Regions from separate parts of the Mus musculus genome. Here regions 1, 3 and 4 are each linked to region 2. A link is a contact called in public promoter capture Hi-C data. All regions are on one chromosome and are shown on one strand. The core of a region is the stretch at or near the end of the contact, and the rest is flanking DNA. Distances in the headings are between cores, read along the strand shown.

The links. Promoter capture Hi-C pulls out the DNA fragments that hold promoters and counts their contacts. Capture Hi-C pulls out chosen DNA fragments and counts their contacts.
Region 1: a promoter capture Hi-C map of pancreatic islet shows a contact between it and region 2. The contact joins the promoter of Mob1a here to the promoter of 1700003E16Rik in region 2. A contact is called at or near these places in 18 of 39 promoter capture datasets (the 3T3-L1 cell line, 3T3-L1-derived adipocytes, the C10 cell line and 14 more), 1 of 15 datasets of contacts at CTCF or cohesin (the NIH/3T3 cell line), 35 of 484 Hi-C or Micro-C datasets (CD4 T cells, the N1E-115 cell line, Sertoli cells and 21 more), 33 of 115 datasets of contacts at active chromatin or transcription factors (the 230-238 cell line, CD8 T cells, the SCID.adh cell line and 23 more) and 4 of 9 other capture datasets (adipose tissue, embryonic stem cells, liver and 1 more).
Region 3: a promoter capture Hi-C map of liver shows a contact between it and region 2. The contact joins the promoter of Bola3 here to the promoter of 1700003E16Rik in region 2. A contact is called at or near these places in 9 of 39 promoter capture datasets (the 3T3-L1 cell line, the C10 cell line, the HPC-7 cell line and 6 more), 8 of 484 Hi-C or Micro-C datasets (the N1E-115 cell line, Th1 cells, cerebral cortex and 4 more), 13 of 115 datasets of contacts at active chromatin or transcription factors (the 230-238 cell line, T-cell acute lymphoblastic leukemia, bone marrow-derived macrophages and 9 more) and 5 of 9 other capture datasets (adipose tissue, embryonic stem cells, liver and 2 more).
Region 4: a promoter capture Hi-C map of hematopoietic stem and progenitor cells shows a contact between it and region 2, with 6 times the contacts expected there. The contact joins the promoter of M1ap here to the promoter of 1700003E16Rik in region 2. A contact is called at or near these places in 7 of 39 promoter capture datasets (3T3-L1-derived adipocytes, embryonic stem cells, hematopoietic stem and progenitor cells and 3 more), 2 of 484 Hi-C or Micro-C datasets (CD4 T cells and embryonic stem cells), 8 of 115 datasets of contacts at active chromatin or transcription factors (the 230-238 cell line, bone marrow-derived macrophages, embryonic stem cells and 2 more) and 2 of 9 other capture datasets (adipose tissue and liver).

What each region holds. Positions count from the first base shown.
Region 1 is chr6:83,323,665-83,328,354 of GRCm38.p6, reverse strand. It overlaps Mob1a (MOB kinase activator 1A), which reads right to left and starts at 2,316. Exons shown (of 6, transcript NM_145571.2): 1 at 2,088-2,316. The coding sequence starts at 2,101. It also overlaps a transcript of Mthfd2 not described here.
Region 2 is chr6:83,154,205-83,159,553 of GRCm38.p6, reverse strand. It overlaps 1700003E16Rik (RIKEN cDNA 1700003E16 gene), which reads right to left and starts at 3,150. Exons shown (of 4, transcript NM_027948.1): 1 at 2,964-3,150. The coding sequence starts at 2,981. Wdr54 (WD repeat domain 54) reads left to right here and starts at 3,175. Exons shown (of 11, transcript NM_001362119.1): 1 at 3,175-3,239; 2 at 3,309-3,379; 3 at 3,683-3,905; 4 at 4,014-4,076; 5 at 4,418-4,484; 6 at 4,579-4,632; 7 at 4,927-5,054. The coding sequence starts at 3,684.
Region 3 is chr6:83,347,024-83,352,361 of GRCm38.p6, reverse strand. It overlaps Bola3 (bolA-like 3 (E. coli)), which reads right to left and starts at 2,886. Exons shown (of 4, transcript NM_175277.5): 1 at 2,808-2,886; 2 at 973-1,096. The coding sequence starts at 2,861.
Region 4 is chr6:82,944,109-82,949,129 of GRCm38.p6, reverse strand. M1ap (meiosis 1 associated protein) reads right to left here and starts at 2,208. Exons shown (of 10, transcript NM_033079.2): 1 at 2,178-2,208.

The sequences.
Region 1 (4,690 bases), core at 1,067-3,566, 170 kb before region 2:
TGGACTTACACCTTACCTGTGAAAGTAAATTTTAAATAGTGTAAAAAGTAAAAAATTATGAAAGTACTAGACTAAATATCATACTTTATAAAGAACTATATACATTAGAAGGATCACCCCAGGAACACATGGAGACAGGAAACTGAATAACAGGAAACTGAATATGGAAAATTAACATTAAATGATTTCTTAAGATTCAATAAGATCTTCATATGATAAATTGAGGTTTGTGCTTCAAGGGCTGAAGAGATGGCTCAGTAGTTAAGAACACTTGCTGTTCTTGCAGAGGACTGGGGTATACAGCTCCCAGCACCCACATGGTGGCTCACAACCATCCACAACTCCAGTCCCATGGGATTTGATGCCCTCTTCTGGCATCCGTGGGTACTGGATGTACATGGTATACATACATACATACATACATACAAGCAAAACACTCATACTCATAAAATGAAAGTAAATCCTAAACTGGGTATACTGGTATACATCTTTAATCCCAGCACTCTGGAGGGAGAGCGAGGCAGATCTCTGGGAGGTCAGCCTGGTTTACATAGTTAGCTCCAGGACAGCCAGAGCTACATTGTGAAACCCTATCTCAAAAAAAAAAAAAAACCAAACAAGCAAAAAAAAAAAAAAAAAAAAAAAAAAAAAACTAAATAACTAAATAAATCTTTGAAAAATACACTTACATTCTTCTAATGATGCCATCAAAACAGTTAAAATAACGCTGAGGATGGAAGAAGTCACAGATGTAATGAGACACTCATATCCAAAATACATAAAGAATTCTTACAACTGAAACCAAAAAGTCAGACGGACACAACCACTGCACCATATACACACGTGGAAATGTCACAGTGAAACCCATTAATTTGTACAATTAACAGATGCTAACAAAATAAAGAACAATCTGATTTTAAAATAGGAAAAGGATCTCAATAAACTCTATCCACAAATAGTCTGAAAACACAAAATACAGACACAGACACACACACACACACACACACACACACACAAACGATGCTTAACATTGCTGGTCATTGGGAGAATGTAAATCAATAAATTCCACTTCACCCTCAGATCTATCAGTGGTAATTACCAGGCAGGTGTGAACTGAAGAATTCTGAAAACTCAATACAATGAGAATGGGATGTTAAATGCAGTGCAGGCTTTAGAAGGCTTGGCAGTGCCTCAAAGGCTAACATGCAAAAACCTCACTAAGACCCAGGAGATACCATCACACACACATACCCAAAAACCTATAACCAGCTGCTCACAGCAGCGTTATTCAGAATAGCCAAAGAGTGGGAAAAACTGTCCATCGGTTTAAGTTATAAATAAAAACTTCCATTTACCTCACCTGGCTGAAGAGCTATGGACAGTCCACAAGAAGAGTCAGGTTTTTCAGGGACAAGCTCAAATAGACTCATAATGAAATAGTCAGCTCTACACCCAAGTACATACAGACGACACTAACTGGATCCATTACGTATGTATGTTGTATAGACGTAATATAGAATATAGATAAGAGAACATGAATTTGAATGGGAGATGAGAGGGCACTGGAGGAGTTAGAAATGAAAATACGCATCTATTAAGTTCTCAAAAAAAATAAAAACCTTAAAAAAAATTCACATGTGGGCCGAGATGAAAGCACCCACCTTTAATCCCAACATCTAAGAGGGCTCGAGGCCAGCCTGGGCTACATAGCAAGACCATTTCTCAAAACAAAACCCCCACATTTAAAGGAGGCCTGTCCTAGTGGCCGAGGCTGTATCCTGGCTCCTTGGGAAAGCAGAGGCAGGAGGAGTCCAGGTTCAAGCCCCGCCTGGGCTAAGAGAAAAGTCACATTGGAAGGAGCAATGCCCTCTTCCCAAATGCAAACCTGTGGGAAGCCACTGAGAACCTGCGCCTTTCTTTCTCAGCCTGGTCTGGTCACCGAGGCACTGCACATTTTCCTGCGCTAGCCGATCCCGGGGCGGCAGGCCCGGAGCAGCCCTAGGTCGGGCTCCGCCCTCCGCTTGGCCCCTCGGCCCGGCCCTGCCGACCGACACCCGCCCCGCCCCGGCCCGGCCCGGCCCACTCACAAGAGGAAGCTCATCCTCGCTAGCCCGAGGGGCCGTGGCCCCCGCCCCGTCAGACTCGGCGCCGCCGCGGGCACCGGGAGGCAGAGGACGGTCCGCGGCTCTACAGGGCTGCCGAAGCTTCACGGCCCGGGTTTGGTACCGAGTTCCAGCCGCCGCGACCAAGCACCGACCGCGGGCTCCTCCGCGCTGCCTCCCACAGCTCCGCGAGCCAAAATGCGGAACCAAGAGGATCTCGCGAGACCGGGCTTCTTCCCGTCCCGCTGAGCTTCACCCTGCCCCTTCCTGAGCTCAGCCAATCAGTATTCTGTGGGCACGGGAGGGAAATGGGGCCAACTAGGCGCCGCTGTCAACTGTTCCGTGGCCGAGGGACGTCTGCCAGCGCTACTTGGTGACTGTTTCGCTATTTAGAAAAACTTGATGTCTTCTCCTAAAGGAATGCTATTCTGGCCACCTCGCCTGTTGATGGACACCTGGGAGGTTTCTACACACACACTGTAACGCTGCTATGAATGTCCATGTGCATGTTCCGTGTGGGAGGATATGTTGACACCAGGTGACACTATGGTAGAATGAAGAAAAGAGGGGGGAGAAAAAAAACCTGTGGAAATAAATGAAACTGCAGATGCGCAGTGGCAAAGATCCAGTATTTTGCCGGTGGTTTAAAACCATTTGAATGCCACCTGTCACATTAATGTCATCAATTTTATTTTATCAACTTTTGGGTTCCTGTTTGTTTGCGTGTTGTTCCTTGGTTGAGACAGGATCTCAGGTGTTCCAGGCTGCCCAGGCTGGTTTAAAGTTTACTATGTCGCCAAGGATGACCCTGACCTCCTGACCGTCCTGCGTCTGCTTCCCAGGTGCGGGAATTACAGGCTTGAGCTACCACCTGCCTCCTTCTATTAACTTTTTAAACCACCTTTTATACATTTGTATTTATTAGTGTGGTATGTAGTAGTAGCTGGTTCTCCTTTTCTACCTTGATGGGGGGGGGGGCAGCCTAGGTTATCAGGATTATTCAGTAAGCTTTTTCTTTTCTTTCTTTCCTTTTTTTCACTAACTTCTGTAAATTTGTATGTGATTTAGAGTATGTGCCTTGATATATTTTTTGAATCTTTTGTTTGTTTGTTTTTGGTTTTGTTTTTTGTTGGTTTTTTTTGTTTGTTTGTTTTCCTGGTTTTTTGAGACAGGGTCTCTATGTAGTCCTGCTGTCCTGGAACTTGTTTTGTAGATCAGGCTGGCCTCGAACTAACAGATATCTTCCTGCCTCTGCCTCTTGTCCTTTTATTTGTTTATTTTTTTCATAAGTATATTTTTAAATAACATATTATTAAGGTTTGAGTCTGTGTCCTTATGTTTATATCAAGTCAGGACAAGCATGATGATACACAGCTTCTTTAATCCCAGCACTGGGAGGTAGAGGCAGATGGGTCTTTGTGAGTTCATGGCCAGCTTGGTCTGCATAGCATGTTCTAGGACAGCCATGACTACATAGAAAGACTCTCAAAAATTATATGTGTGTGTGTATGTATGTGTGTGTATGTATATATATATATATATGTATATGTGTGTATACATATATGACATTATATGTATACACACACATATATATATATATGTATATAACTATAAAAATATGATGTGAGAGGCTTGATTAAGAGCACTTAATACCTGTATAGTATAGTACCTGAGTTCAGGGTCCAGCATGCACACTGTCTGTAACTATCTGTAACTTCATTTCCAGAGCATCTAACACTCTCTTCTGACCTCCACGGGCATCAGGCATACATGCATGTCACATGCATGTAAGCTGGCAAAACACTTATAAAATAAAAAAAAATCTTCTTTTAAAAAGGAAAAAAATGCTGGGTGTGGTGGTGCACGCCTTTAATCCCAGCACTCGGGAGGCAGAGACAGGCAGATTTCTGAGTTCGAGGCCAGCCTGGTCTACAAAGTGAGTTCCAGGACAGCCAGGGCTACACAGAGAAACCCTGTTTCAGAAAAAAAAAAAAAAAAAAAAAAAAAAAGCAGACTAAATGAACTCCAGGTTTGTTGTTTGTTTGGGGCTTTTTTCCATCTTTTAATGAAATGATTCTTAAAATTGTAGAATTATTAAATCTATGAGGAAAAAACTTATTAAAGACACTTCTCCATATGTCCAGCTTTAGGGAGAGAAAGCCTTAGGGATTAAGGTGTAAATCTTTGGTCAATATTTAAAGAGGATATCAATACAATCCTCTAAGGAGTCAAAGATAAGGTTTCCCAGTGAGTAAGGGGCAGGGCAATTTGGTCTCCACCAGAACAGACAGCAGCCAAACACACACTGGGGTGCTTTGCTCACTCTGGCTCAGCAGGATCAAGAGATAGCGTCATACGATCTGGTTATAGCAGATGTGGGAAACAGAAGGTAAGCGGCAGCTCAGAGGGCCTTCTTGTTCCCCCCTCTTCTGGGCTGCTCCCCTCCCCCACCCCCAATCTTCCTTCAGTTCCCCTTTTGAGCTTCCTTAGGCAAAATTGGCCACCGTGACTTTTTATTCTGTGTAAGCATCCTACACCCTCATCTGCAGAACTCCAGCTTGTCCCTACCTTCTCGCACACAGAGCCTC
Region 2 (5,349 bases), core at 1,901-4,400:
TGCTGTTAACCTCTGAGCCATCTCTCCAACCCCCTCTTTAAAAAAAAAAAAAAAATGAAAATGTATACAATATATTCTGACCACGGTTTCCCTTCCCCCATCTCTCAGATCCTCTCCACGGCCCCTCTCACCCAACCCCAGGCCTTCTTCCTCTCTTCCTCTTTAGAAAACAAACAGGCAAATTAAAAAGGCAAACAAACCACCATTTAACAAACAAAAGAACAGTGAAAAGCACAAGAAACACACACACAAAACAAACAAACAAACAAAAAAACATTAAAATACAAAATCAGAAACCATATATGCAAGTAAAAGATGAGAAAGGTTTTTTTTTTAATGCTCAAACGAAACCATATTAAGTCAAAAAAGAAAAAAAAAAAACCCACAAAAGCACCACTGAGTTCGTGCTGTACTGGCCGTCCACTCCTGGCGCGTGGAGACTACCCTTAGGTGTGGTTTTTCCAGTAGAGTCCACAGGGGAAACTGATTTTTCCTTTGCCAAGTGGTTGTCAATTGGAAATAGCTTCTTGGTTAGGGACAGGAGCTAGTGCCCTCTTCCCCTCACAGCACTGAGATTCAATCTCCCTTGGCCCTGTTGCACACTGCCACTCAGGCCTGCTGAGCAGGAAAAATGGTTGTCTTGATGTTATCCATCCTCTCTGACTTTCACTTCAACCTCCCGAGTAGAGTAGAGCAGGCCTGCACTACTAGACCGTCTTTAACCACTATTTCTATTCACATCTCATGGAGTTTGCCTAAGATCCCACCTGGGAAGTAGTCTAGTCAGAATTCACATCTGGATTTGTCTAGCTCCAAAACCTGACTCTTGCTTCCCAAACAAAGACATTTGCTAAAATATATAAATGAAAAACATGTTAAGATATTTTTAAAACTCATTTAAAAAGACAGAGAAGGAGCTGGAGAGATGGCTCAACGGTTAAGAGCACTAACTGCTCTTCCAAAGGTCCTGAGTTCAATCCCCAGCAACCACATGGTGGCTCACAAACATCTGTAATGGGATCTGATGGCCTTTTCTGGTGTGTCTGAGGACAGTGACAGTGTACACATATACATGAGATAGATAAAGAAAATGAGGGTTGGTGAGGTGACTCACTGGGTAAAAGTACTCATAGCCCAGCCTAATGACAAAAGTTTGATTCTCAGCACCACAAGGTAGAAGGAGAGAGCCATCTCCTTCAAGTCACCCTCCAGCCTCCACTCGTGCACTATGGCACACGCCCCGCCTTCACCCCACCCCACCCCAAATAAATGTAACAAATCATTAAAGATTCCTGTGACGGCTTGAATAAGAACAGCCCCATAAATTCCTATTTGAACTGTTTGGGAAAGACTTGGAGGTGTGGCCTTGTTGGGAGGGAGGGAGTAGGGGCCAGAGATGAGGTTTCAAAAGCCCATCATTTGCAGTTAGCTCTCTTTGCCTCGTGGGCTCTCAGCTACTCCTCCAGCACCATGCCTGTCTGTGCTCCCCTTCGTGATGCTCCTGGGTGCTTAACCGTTTGGAACCGTGAACCCCAAATTAAACACTTCCTTTTATAAGTTTCTTTGCTCATGGTGTTTTGTGACAGCAAGAGATAAGTAACTAAGAAAAGCCCAAAAGTAACCTAGGGACATAATACTTCACAAAAGAGATGTAGATAAGTAATAATAATAATAAAAAAAATTGTAAAGAGGGCCAGAACTAGGTGTGGTGGCTCACAGCAATAAACCCAGCACTCAGAAGCCTGAAGCAGCTGTCATGTGTTCAAGGCCAGACTGGGCCATGAAGTGAGACCATGAAGGAAGATGGTTCCTTCCAAAATCTACCTCCAAATATAAGTTTTTATCTATCTACCTAATTGTTTCCTATTTTATATTCTCCAATATTCATTCTCTCAGGCAATCCGGTGTCTTCTGTTCTCTACATTCTCAGTTCCTGGCCTTGAATTCCCAGAAACCAAGCGGCTGCCTAGTTCTCCATCTAAAGCTTTGCTTCCTTAAGCCCAAAGCCAACGCAAAACCAAAGAACCGATCCCTTAGGCCTCCCCCCACAGCTAGGACAGAGATGTGGCGTGCACTTAACACAAGAGAACAGAGATATTTTTTACTCTTTCATTTTCTCGAGGTCCTACCAATCTGTTTTATTTTTTAAAATGCCTTGACTTTGGGAGTAAGAGAGTTGACCCCACATTGACCGCTCTTGCAGAGGGCCTGGGTTTGATTCTTAGCACCCATGTGATGGCTCCAAACTGTAACTCCAGTTCCAGGAGATCTGATCCTCTCTCCTGGCCTCTGCAGGCATCAGACATGAACACAGTACACAAACACACATGCAGACAAAACACCCATATACATAAAATTTTTTTTTGACTTAAAGGTAATTGGTTTTTGACCAGTGAGATGGGAGAGTGTTGGTATGGGAAGAAGCTATGAGTTCAAAGGCAACCCGGTCTATATTGTGAGTTCTAGACCAGCCAGGGCTACACATTGAGACCTTGTCTCAAAATAAAAGGCAAGCCATGGTTGCGCATGTGATTCCTTTAATCACAGCACTCTGGAGGCAGAGTTGAGTTGGAGGCCAATATGGTCTATATAATCAGACTGTCTCGATTTAAAAAAAAAAAAAGTAATAATGATAATAAAGTAAGTTTTAAGGTCACCCTCACAGTTGTTTGATCCATTTCGTAGTCCTGAAATTGTCAAGATAGTGATTCATCCATCAGACCCTCTTCCTAGTGCCTCTGGTTTACCCACCAACACGGGTTCCTGGTCAGAAAGGAATTACTATTTGCACTAGTGGTTCAGCTGTTTCCGAATTCGCTTGCCCTTGGCCTGGTCCAGCCGTTGACCCTTTCCCTCAGGGACCGAGGTACAGGCATGCCCATCTCGAACCTAGAGCTAGTCCACTGCCTCGATACCGGCCAACCCCAGTTCTTGCGCACTCCCTAAGTCTAGCTGAAACTCACCGAGCCTTCGTGACTCATTTTCGTGACAGTCACTCCAAGGCGGTGTTTCAGCTGCCTTCAGGACCCTCCATCGTTGTAGCTGCAGTGGCCGCGACCCAACGGTCTCCTCGGCAACCAGGCCCCGCTGAGGGTCCCTGGCGTGGTCCACGGTTGCTTGGTAACCGCGTAGCTGCGCGCCGCAAGTTCCAGCCACAGGCCACGCCCAGAGGCCGTGCGTCGGTGCGTCGTCTCTATGGTGGCGGCGGATTTGGAGGGACCTTAGGATCGCGGCGTCAGGCAAGGCACACTTGAGGGTGGTGGGGGTGGGTTGCAGGTGTGACCTCTAACCTTGGCGTGGGCCTTCAGGTAGCTAAGCTGTGGGAAGAAGAGCTGGAGACCACATTCTGCATTTTAGCTGAGACGTTCCGTACTAGCAGGTATTTACATCATCATTCTTATTGCGGGATTCCCTGGTGGCTGCAACACTCAACCCTGGGGCTCTCTCCAGCTCCGTGGGATCCTCTCCTCCTTGTGACTACTATCCATCACTTTCCTCGGGGATCCTATCAATCAAGGGTCTCTCTCAGTGTCTCCTGGTTGCATCTCATTGTCCTTCTCCCCTGTCCCAGTGTCCCCAGTGGCCTTCTCCCTATTTGTCGTGCCGTGACTCTAGGACTCTCTCTCTCTCTCTCTCTCTCTCTCTCTCTCTCTCTCTCTCTCTCTCTCTCTCTCTCTCTCAGAATGTTCCGCCGCGAGCGCTCCATCCCACTTCGTAGCTCTGCCGCCGCCCTGTCTAACAACCTCAGTGTACTGCAGCTGCCAGCCCGTGATCTCACGCATTTTGGGGTGGTTCATGGACCGAGCGCCCAGCTTCTCAGTGCTGCCCCTGAGGGTGTGCCCTTGGCCCAGCGCCAGCTCCACGTTAAAGAGGGTGCTGGAGTGAGTCCCCCACTTATCACTCAGGTAAGGCAAGGAGTGAAAGAGGTGTTGCTTAAATCAGTGCGATCCTTGTTCTTGAATACCTATCCTCTTGACGCCTTATGTCCTCTTCTATGATGCGCGTCTCTCCAGGTTCACTGGTGTGTCCTCCCCTTCAGAGTACTGCTGGTCCTCACCTCGCATCGAGGGATACAGGTGAGAATAGAACCCTCCTGCCCTTTCTCCAGCGCCACCCCCACCCAATAACACTTTTAGATGTCACATGCGCAGCCCACTCTGCCTCTATTTTTCGTCTTCTTTTGTTCCATTTTCTTCACTCTTCAATTCTGCATCAGCAGTTTGCTTCTGTTATTAACTCTGTGACCCTTGGGCACGGGTAGCCTCAGTGTCCTCCTCTGAAAACTATGGATAAGAATAGTGCCTGCCTCCCAGAACAGAGTTTGAGGATTCCAATGGACTTACCTGGCTGGGTGAAGTGCCCAGAACTCAACAAGGGTCATCTGGATCTTGCTCTCATCCTTGCCCCCATCTTCCAGATGTATGAGTCTGATGGCTCCGTCATGGTTTATTGGCACGCCTTGGACTCAGGCGATGCTTCTTCAGGTACCTTCAGGACCATGTGGAGCAGGGGTGGAGGCTGGGAGAATTCGCTGGGGCTGGGGGAAGTGCTGTTTCTGAGAGCTGCTTTTGTATTCAGTACAGGCTATGTTTGCCCGAGGAATTGCTGCCAGCGTCCACTTCATCTGTGTGGGTGAGCAGACTAGAGACAGGGCTAGGGCCTGTATGTGAAGTACATGATTGTGGGGTCTCAGCCAAGAGGATGCTGAGGGGTTGACGAACTTAGGAAGAGTTAGAGGGAAGCTGGGAAGGAAGGGTATCAGAGACTCTGAAAAACATTTAGAGAGGGATAGTGAATGGAAAGTCAGGCCTGTGGGAGTACTGAGTTTATTACTAAGACTTCTGGGATAGAGGGGGTGCTGGCTGTGGTGACTGGAGACCCAGAGGACTCAGGAAGCCATCAGTGGGACACTGGTTCTGGCTGCAGGAACGTGTTCCGGTCGAGTACTGGTCTTTGATATCCCCGCTAAGGGTCCCAACATTGTACTCAGCGAGGAACTGGCTGGGCACCAGACACCAATCACAGATATTGCCACTGAGCGTGCCCAGGGGCAGGTGAGTTCACTTCCTCCAGCGGTTCTAGTAGCCTGGGAGACTCCTTCACCCTTGGGAGGCCCAGGCGTGGGTATTAGCAATGCTAATAAGCAGAAGTGTGGCTTTGGGTTCATTTGTACGTTCTTAGAAGCAGCAACCTCAGGTCTGGAGAAAAACATACTTTCCACTAAGTGGTGTTTTATACAAATCCCTAACTCTTCTGACGCTGGTGTGAATCCAGAAGTTGGAATCTACCATCTCCCAGACGCTGCCAACCTTGTAGCTTCCTTCCTTTCCTGGACTTGAGCTAGTGCCC
Region 3 (5,338 bases), core at 1,637-4,136, 190 kb before region 2:
TTGAACTACATTTTCTGAATTCGGGGATTACAGGCCAGCAACGGCATATCCGATCAATTTTACAAGTAATGGCTGGTACCTCAGGGGGAAGGGATGCCTCAGCATCGGCCCGCAGAAAGGCCCCTCCCACCTCGCCATATTGTGCTCTCCTGGCACTTTTTTCCTTCTTTTTTTTTTTTTTTAATAAGACACAACATCAGGGAATGTACATGCTAGGCAAGCACTCTACCAACTGAGCTATGTCCCCAGCACAATAAAAGAGACTTGTCAACGTCCTCCCAACCCATGCAACTGTGCTTTCAGGGAAGTCAGGGGACTCTCCTAGTAGTGGCAATGTAGAGCTGGCTCTTATCTAGCTGCTTGCACCTGTGTTCCTCTCTGGGTGTGTCTGGATAAGGCACCCAGGTCCCCTCTGCTTCTACGCAGAAGCCATGCCCCTAGCACAGTCCTGACAAACAGCCAGCCAGGAATTCAGTGGCCTGAGGAGAGGCCGGCCAGACTGGGCTTGGGGAGTCTGCCCTGAGTCCTGATTCTGCCTCTGGTTCTCCCACCTCCTTTGGCTGTATTGGGCTTGCCTCTTGGATAAAGTAGGGCAGCTGACAAAACCCAGCTTGGGCCCATTCGAGCCGTACTGTTGTAGGCTGTCAGAAGAACTGGGGTGGGCAGATTACAAGGCCCATCTCGTAAAGAACATGGCCCAAGCTCTTGATGCCTCTACAGGATCAGGCTTGCAGAGGGGCCTCGTCTGAGCAGGGCTAGTCTGGAAACCCAGAGTTCTCTCAGCTGGGGCTTGTCTTTGTGGTTCTCTGAGGTTTCTAAATCCTCATCTCCATTTGTCCCAAAGCAACACATACTGAGAAGTCATTGGGTCAAGTGCCCTCCTCATGGTCTCTTGATTTCAGCCTCTCCCCAGGGAAAAACTCTAAAAAACCTCAGCAAAGTGGTCATGGAGAAAACGGGAGAGAGCCTTACCTGAGATGTCTGTGACTTGAATAGCTGTGGCTCGAGGAAACTTTTCTTTGAGAACCTGGGTCACTTTGAGTTCCCCCTCCGTCTGAGAGGCAAACATTCGCTGCGCACAGTGCCACAGAGGGAGCTGGGAGAACACAGAGGAGGTCTGAACAACCGTGAGAAGGCACAGCGATGGTCCCTGCCCGAGCGGGGCGGGCACAGTACTGGGGCTGCTGGTGAGCAAGCACTGCTGCTGAAGGGGCCACAATCTCTCCTCAGACTCACCTGAAGGGCCAGAGCAGGGCGCTCACTACCTAGACTTTCAGGGATGTACCCTGGGTCTCTGTGGTATGTTTGTGTGTGTGAAGCTGCCCGTGTGTATGTGTTCACTGCAGTCAGAGGACAAGCACAGCTGTCCTTCTCGGGGATCTCGCCTTGTTTTTTTGAGACAGGGGCTCTCACTGGCTTAGAGCCCAGCATGTAGGCAGGGCGGCAGGCTGGCAGGCAAGCCCAGGGATCCACCTGTCTCGCACTCCCAGGATTGGGAGTTCAAGTATGTGCCCCCACACCTGGCTTCTGTTCTTAAATTTTTATTTTTAACTATGTGTATGTGCGTGTGTAAGAGTGTGTGCACATGGATGCAAGATCTTCAGAGGTTGGATGAGGGAGGGTATCAGAGCCCAGGACCTAGGGTTACAGACAGCTGTGAGTGGACTGACATGGATGCTGGAAACTGAACTGGGATCCTCTGCAAAATCAGGGAGCGCCCTTATCCACCATCTCACAAGGGTCCTAGGGTCACTCAGCCCATCCTTGTGATCCCTTTACCAACTGTGCCATCTCCCCAGCTCTCTCATTAGCCAATCTTAAAGGACAAGATGGAGTCTGTCCCTCTAGAGCAGCATCCCAGAGCTGATCCTCAGGCAGGTCCTCTGAAGCAGCGAATGAGCAGGTGAGAGGCATGGTCACTGGACATTAGGCCAAGATGCCTAAGAGATGGCTGAGATGCGGGCCAGGGGAAAGGTCTGGAGTTAGATGGTCTGTGTGCCGCACAAAGGAACGAAACCACGAGGCTGTGAGCCTGGACACATCTGCAAGGTTTGCCAGTGGGATTGCTCCTGAGATAGAAGCATAGCTGGAAGAACGGGATGGCAATGTAAAATCACTAAGAGCTGCAGAGTCCTCAAAGGAGGCGATCATCTTAGCACACCTATCCAGACTGACAAAAATCACACATGAACTGCCCTGGGCGTCCGTGCAGCAACAAAACTCCTCATGTTGAGTGATAGATTCAAGACCAGCAGGCAAATAAGGAGAGGTGGATGGGGGTAAAGCTAATGATGAGACTGTAAAGGGGAGAAAGAATGGGCTCTGTGGCTTACTTTATTCCAGGAGTTAGGAGGGATGTCATAAGTTCTAAGCCAGCCAGGGCTATAATTCGAGAAGCGGTCTCAAAAACCAACAGGGGTTGGACGAATTAGGAGAGCTCGCCCTGTGCTGGGCTTCTACTCTAGCCGGCAGGCTACAGAGAGTCAAGGTCAGAGGCCTGGTAAGCATACAATTGTAGGGTACAAGCTCGTCCCGAGTGCCCAGGACCAAAGCCAGGACTCGGGGCTATGACACCTATGTTTTCCTGTACATAAGGCAGCCTTTCCCAGGGTCTCTGTACTGTGACTGGTTATGGAACTGTCTCCCGATCCGCCTAAGTCCAGTAGCCCCCAGCACACCCGGTGCGATGCAGAGGGCAGGAGTGAATGAATGAGAACAAGGAAGGACCTCGGCCCTGCCCCGGGTCCCCAGCCTGACAACAGCCGCCCGAGCTCCCCCGCAGCTCCGCCCGAGCCCCGCCGGCTCACCCCGCGGCTCCCGCGCAGCAGAGGCGCAGCGGCCGCCGGGCCCCATGCCGCCATGCCCGGCGACGCAGCCCGAGGTCACGGTGCAGCCGGAAAGACGCGGGCACTGTGTCCAGAGTCGCCGCCCAGGCCGAGCCCGCCCCCTGCCGTCCGGAGGCCGCACCCGCACCACGGTCGCCACCCGGAACCGGCCGCACCTGCAAACATGGGCGTTCCCCGTCCTGCCTTGGCCTGGCTGCCACTGCAGGGTCCCCTAAATACCCCAGGTCGCACTCCTCCGCAGCCAGAACCCTGGGGTGCACAGAACAGGTTGCCCTCACCCCGAACATCCCAGTCAGTGCTCTGGGAAACTGGCTTCTTTCCTGATTGGAGTTGCTGTGAAAGTCTCAAGCCACCGGAGTCTTGTGTTCTAGAAAGGGCGGAGACTTTGTGAGGGGGCTGAAATTGGAGAGGGCAGACTGCTGCAATGGCCACTTGCCTGGGGATAGGGTTTGGCGGGGTATTCCAGGAGGGGTGGGAGTGGACATTTGTTTTGGATTTCTCTAAGTTCCAGGAGACACAAGTCACCACAGGCATAGTACGGCACCTCTAATCCCAGGGTTGTTTTGTGTTCAAAACCAGTCAGGGCTAAGGTGAGTGCCAGGCCGACTTTAGTTTTTAGTTCCTATCTCAAAACTAAAATGTGGTAGCTAATGCCAGCACTGGAGAAGCAATGGCAGGTCAGCCAGGGCTACACAGTGAGACCCTGTCTCAAAATCAAGCAAACAGAAAAATAAACCCTCCAGAAAAGGTAGGATTGGGAGTGCACTCCACGAGGGCTGAGTAACCACCAACCAAACCTAACTGGTTTACAGTGGGAGAATAAAAGCCCAAGTTCCATTAAGTCCTTGGCTTCTGCAGTAGTAACTGTTTACAGCCTCACATCTGGTGTAGCCTGCAAGAACTGTCCGCCTTTCGTCACTGCACCTGTGCCTATGCAGTCCGTAGCTATTGTGTGGCTTGGACCTAGAGTTGTTCTTTAAAGTGACCAATTAAAGTAGGCTTATTTATAGGCCCAGCATGGTGGCCCACACCTTTAATCCCAGCACTCAGGAGGCAGAGGCAGGTGGATCTCTGTTAGTTCAAGGCAGCAGGTTCAAGGGCAGTAAGGACCACATAGAGAAACCCTGTCTCGAAGCTAAACAAAGTGTTCATCCCTCCCAATGTTGAGTGACTCCTGTTACTAGCCCTCATCTCCAGATTACTTGATAGGCTTGATTCCTTAAACTTTATGGTTAGTGTAACTGGGAATAATTTATTAGCTGTTAAGTTTCCTCTTTTATGCCAAGAACACAATCAAAACTGTTTAAAATGTTTTCCAGCTGTATAGTGGTCCCTCTTTGCTACTCAAAGCACATGATCACATGAGCAGAACTGTAACTAGATGGTGATTGGTTTAACAGGTCATATCATCTGAACCAGACCAATGAGACACGGCTCCTGGACTTGGCAGGAACTACAGAAATTATGACTTACCGATGTGTTGCTCTGCTTGTAGAAAGCCTGGCACTGAGGGCAACCAGCATTGCCACCAAATACTTAGAGATGTACTGGCAATGAAGCGGCCACAGAAGAAAGCTGTAAGTGTAGACCTGTCTGTCATGCACACTGGCTTTTGCTTGTCAATCCTTTTCCATAGAACAATCACCTCCCCCCCACCACTGTCACTGAGAACGGCTGACTCTCCACTGTGCACTCTTACCGTTAGTTTCCAAGAGGTTGCCAAACCATTTGAGAGAAAAACGTTCACTCTCAAATCCTTCAGACTTCAGAGAAATAAACTTTCATGACTTCACCCTTACCTATCCACCTAGCTGGAATCTGAACGGCAGGATATGATATTGTCCTCACAGGTTCTGCCAGACATTTGGTCACACAATTATCTTTCAAACTATGGTTTCTGTCATTGAGACTTACCTCCAACCAAGCCACATTAGCACTACCTACAACTTGAGGCTTCTTAAAATTCTTAAATTTTATGTGTCTGGGTATTTTGCCTGCATGTATGTCTGTACAATATGTGCATGCAGTGTCCAAGGCCAAAAGTGTCAGATCCCCTGGAACTAGAGATACAAATGGTTGTGGATCCCCATGCGGGTTCTGAGAATCAAGCCCTGGTCCTCTTCAAGTGCAGTGAGACAGAAAGATAAACCACGGTAGAGGAGAACTATGAGAAAAGATAAGTGACAGGATATAGATGTGATAATTAGATAACATCCAAAGGAAACAAAGACAAGGAGGAGGAACAAAAGGAGGCTAAAAGAATAGAGAGAGAGAAAGAGCATTATATGAGATCTCCATTACAGTTAAGAAATAGGAGCAAAGAGAGATAAATGACAAAGACTAGAACCTAGCAAAGTGGCACATGCTAATAATGCTAGCACTTAGAAATCTGTAAGAAACAGGAAGCCAGGAAATTAAAAAGAGGTAAGAGACAAGAGAAAAACTTAAATGAAATGCTGGCCACAAAAGTCAGGAAAACTAGAAAACTTAAA
Region 4 (5,021 bases), core at 959-3,458, 210 kb after region 2:
TCCTGGCTTCAAGTTTTTGTCTTTTTGTTTTGTCTTTGTGTTTTCCATCCCTGAGCCAGGCTTGAAGCTTGCAGCGGGCTGCTCACTCTTCAGGCTTCTTTCATCACAAACACATTCAGGTTCCAGCTCTTTGAATACTTTCTTTTCTAAGATTTTCTCACGAGATTTGGGTTCCTTTACATCTGTGCTGTGTGTTTATACCTCTAAGGACAGTTTACTGTTCTGTAAATGATTCAATTGTTCTCCCTTGAGTTGGGTTCCATTAAAATCTCTCTCTCTCTCTCTCTCTCTCTCTCTCTCTCTCTCTCTCTCTCTCTGTGTGTGTGTGTGTGTGTGTGTGTGTGTATGTGTGTTGTCAGAAGGGTGTTGTCCTGTGGGGGAATACTGGTCTAGCATGTGCAGGTCCTAGATTCCATCCTAGTAGCACAAACAAAACCATACTTTTTGTGGGTTTTAAGAATTTTTACCTTCATGGACACTATCCTCCATTTTTTAAAAAAAAGATAAATTAATAGTTTTTAAAAAGAGTCTTTAAAAAGTCAAGGTTTCCTCGGGGGAGAGGAGACAAAAGCAAAGTTTCTTTGACCTTCATAGCTCATTGTTTCCTTCTTACTGAAGAAGTTAAAACATGCTCAGTGAGTCACACCTGTAACCTTGGCTCTGGAAAGACAGAGGCAGAAATTGTTATGGTCTGATCTGATTCCACCAGCATAACTGCAGCAATTTTGTTCCATGCCTGACAGTTATTTCATATTGCTGTAATATGCCTGCCAGCCACTGACAAGAAAAAGAATAACTTGACTCAGAACAGGATCATGCTGATGACATACCATGTTATGTTATGTTATGTTATGTTATGTTATGTTATGTTATGTTATGTGGTTTGTTAATCTTAAGAAATTCTACAAAGCTTCACCTAGGACCCATCAAGTTAAAGGTCAATTATGAGTTGTTATGTCTAAAATACCTTGAGTCAGAGCTGGCCCACTGGGTAGTACTTCCTGTACTCATTATAGTTTTCATGTTTTTTCCCTTTATAAGCTAACAGACAAAGATGTCCATTGTTATACTTCAGATAATTCTGAGCTATGTCTCACATAAACTATTCTGCTTAACTGAGATCAGTGATTGTATGTTTTGTGTGGTGATTCCTGAACCCCAACAGAGATATCACCCTTAGTTCCAGACCAGAGACAGAAAGATAGACAGATGAGAAGAGAGAGGGACAGAGAGACAGAGTTAGAGAGACAGAGACAGAGATGGGGGGGACAGGCAGACTCCTCCCCCCACACACGACATTGAGGGGGAAAGAATGCATGCATGAATGAAAGAATGAATGAATGAAAGAATGAGAATGAATTAATTCTTCCTTCTGTCAGTCAGTCAGAGGGCTCTGGCCAGAGCGGGTCTTAGGCCTTGGGCCTCTCTAGTCCTGTCACCCCTCAAGCGACCAAGCCCTAGTGGACTTCACCGACCCAGCGATGGTGATGCAGTTCTCGGGCTGCACCTTCGTACCCGCCCAGATACACGGATCTAAGGTGTGTTCTCAAACCAACCTCTGAGGCGCAATTCTGACTCCCAAGCCCTTCAGTCTTTCCTTAGCCCAGAGGTCTGAAGACTGAACATTATTACCATTCAGTCAGGCTGTCTGGTCCTAGAGAGAGCGCCATCTCTGGGAAAGCTCACCTCGGGCACGGCCTCTCGAGGGAACTCCTCAGGAGATTACTCAAGAGAACTCCTTCAGGCACTGCCCCTCAGATATGGTCACCTCAGGCTCCGCTCCCTCAAGAGTCCACCTCAGATGCCTTCCCCAGGGCAAGTCCCTCAGGCTTTCCTGCTTGGTTACCCCTTCCCCAGCAAACAAAAGCAACGCTCTAGTGCTCCAAAGCTCCAGCCTAGAACCTAAGTCGCTCACTTAGGCAACTATTTTTCAATTGGAAGGTACGCCTCCAGACACCCGGTTGGTGTCCCCCCTCAGACCTTCCCTTCATGTTCCTTCAGGAGTCTCTTTCTGGGGCAACCCGTCAACCCCGAGTTCTGGTAACTCCCTCAGGCGAATTTTTTCTCAGGTACCTGCTGAAGAGAGTCCCCACTTCGGGCACCTTTCTCTGGAGTCCCTCTTCAGGTAGCACCCTCAGCGCACCCACCACTCCGTCTCAGAAGTTCCCTTCACTCACCTCAAGCTCAGCACCTGCACGCCTTCCTTCCGCTGGCTCAGCCTCAGAGTTCCTCTCTTATAGGGACCTCCCCTTGTAGCACCGCCCCTCCCAGAGGCTCCTCCCACTGAGTCTCCCGCCGCCTGGGCCTTCTTCCCCTCAGGCTCCTCAAGTTCAGACATCACTTTGGTGCCGCTTGTGGCCCCAGGGTGTGAGGCATCAGGCCATCTCACTGCACAAGGCCCCTCACCCGCGAGCTCCGGACCTCGGGAATCACTCAGCTTCATTCCTGGAGTTGTCGCTCAAGTTCTAGGGTGTCCTGAGAATAGTCCTCTAGGGTCCATGAGCAGTTGTAGATTTCAGAAAAACATAGTGAAGATAACTTTCTCTTCGTACCCCCCCCCCCCCATCAAACACAAGATCTACTGTGTTCTTGCCTTTAACTTTTCCTGTCCACAACTTTCTTCAGTTGGCCAACTCTTACTCAGTAACCCTGGTGGTGAGCTGTACCATGCAGTAAGCTATGATTTGGGTATGGAAGTGCACAAACAATGGCCATCGTGTCCCCTGTCCCCTCGTAAAAGAAAATTGCCTTTTTTTTTTTTTTTTTTTACAGTGTCTCTGTTTTTTGGTCTTACAGGTGCATGCCACCATGCCTGATCCAATGGCATTTGTTAATGCATTGCTAATGTATTTGTTAAAGTAATGTATGTCTCAATTTGGACTGTAGGAATACTAGAATTATTTTTACTTCTCTTAATCTTTCATGAAATAATTAAGGAAAATACTATTAAGCAGATATTCTAGGTGGGAGGCTGATATAAAAAGATTTTAATGAGTTACAAGGGACAGATTTAGAGTCTGTCTATGAAAAGTTTTTGAGGTTAAAAAAAGATGGCCTCATTGCTTCGTTTCTTTTGTTTTTGTCTTTTAAATGTTTATTTAGTGTTATTGTACGAGTATGAGTGTTTTTACCTAATTGCATGTCTGTGTGCTGAGTGCGCAGTGCCTGAAGAGGCCAGAAGAGGGCGCTGGATCCTCTGCAAGTGAAACTCATGTTGCTCAAGTAATCCTCCTGTCTCGACCCTCCTGAATATTGTGATTACAAGTGTGAGCACCACAACCTGGCTTAAAACGTATTTTCTTTTACTTTCCTTTTCCCTCTTCTCTTCCCTTCCCTTCCCTCTCTCCCTCCCTCCCTCCCTCCCTCCCTCTCCTTCCCTTCCTCCCTTTCTCGCTCCCTCTTTGCTCCCTCCCTCTCTCCTACTCTCCCTTTTCTTCTCTCTCTTCCTCCTAGAGATTGATGCAAAACAAATTCTTCCTCTGGCTATATCCCTAGTGCCCAACTTGAGCCTTTAAGCTTATAGAAACCAATTCTAAGGTAATTCTCAAAGGAGACAAAAATGTTCACGAAATCATTAATTACAAAGTAAACTAAAGTAAAAATAATCAAAATAGAGCAATGGCTTAAAAAATAACAATATATTCACTTATAGGATACTATATGGATCTTAAAATCTGGATTTATAGAAATTTTCGGTGGGATGTATTAAAATCAGAAGTGATTGAATCGATGTGGAAATAAAAGAAGATGGAGAGCAATCTTTACATGAGAAGAATTGTTCTTTGATCAGAACAAATGATTTCACGTTGTGTCGATCAATCCCGATCTAACATGATGGGAAGTGCTTTGGGTTCCAGGATCTGATTTTATCCTATCTACATACTAACAGCCTGTAGCTATACCATAATGATGTAAAAATCTCAGTCAGAAACAAAAGGCTTTGCTATCCGTGGCCCAGCAAAGGACCATCAGGTTATTTTTACGGATTCCTTTGACTGTCAAGTTCCATGGGAGTCATGCACTATGGAGCAGAAGGCTGCTGTGCCTGCAATGGACTTGAATGACTCTTGTATGTGTGTGTATGTATGTGCATATATGTATATATAAATATATAATATAGTATGTTATACAATTGACATATATGTATATATGTATGTATATGTGAGTCAATGTAACTGCAAAGATCTGAAGTTTGCACTAAGAACTATGCACTTAATTCTGTATGGTATTACAGATTCTTCACAGTTTTGGTAAGAATGATACTGCAAAAGTATGGATTCAAGGTAGATGGAAGGGAAACAAGAAAGCCCAAGTAGATCAAGCCACTCTAGTGGCTTGAAGATATAGAAATGCTCTATATCTTCATTGTCTAACATAACAATGTTAAATGAGAGCAGTTCGCATAACAGTGTTAACAAATGACAGCAGGACAAATGGCAGGGACTGATAAATTATGCATGTATTCATCCATTCAAAAATAGTAACCACTTTCTACAGGTACTGTGCTAGGTACAGAAGATATGGCAACAAGAAAGCACAACCCTTATGAGAGAGTTTATATGGTAGTGGGAGGATTCACCCAGTGAGTAAACAGGTAAAAATGTGATATATGAGATGCTGGCGAGAAAGTTAGTGAATGCAGCAGATGCCACCACATATAAGGAACCGAGCATCTTCTCTCCAAAAGAGCCTCACAGTGAATGCTTCTCAGGGTGTGCATCTCATTAGTGTGAGTACTCGGATCCAGCAGGTCTGCAATTCTATAAGTTCTCTAGTGACACCCAAGGCTACTGGTCCCCAGACTATATTTTGAGTGGCTAAGATACATACTTTTTCTAGGTTTGCCAAGTGACACAACGTGTTCCTTTAACCAGTTTGTAAGGCAAAGAAGTGGACGTACAGTATTAACTCTTCAAGAAAACTAAAAGCAAAGGAAAATATGTAAATCACCCTGTAATCTGAGAAGGAATATCAGGTATAAATATTTTTGCGAGGAAATAATATTCAAGAAATTAATAATC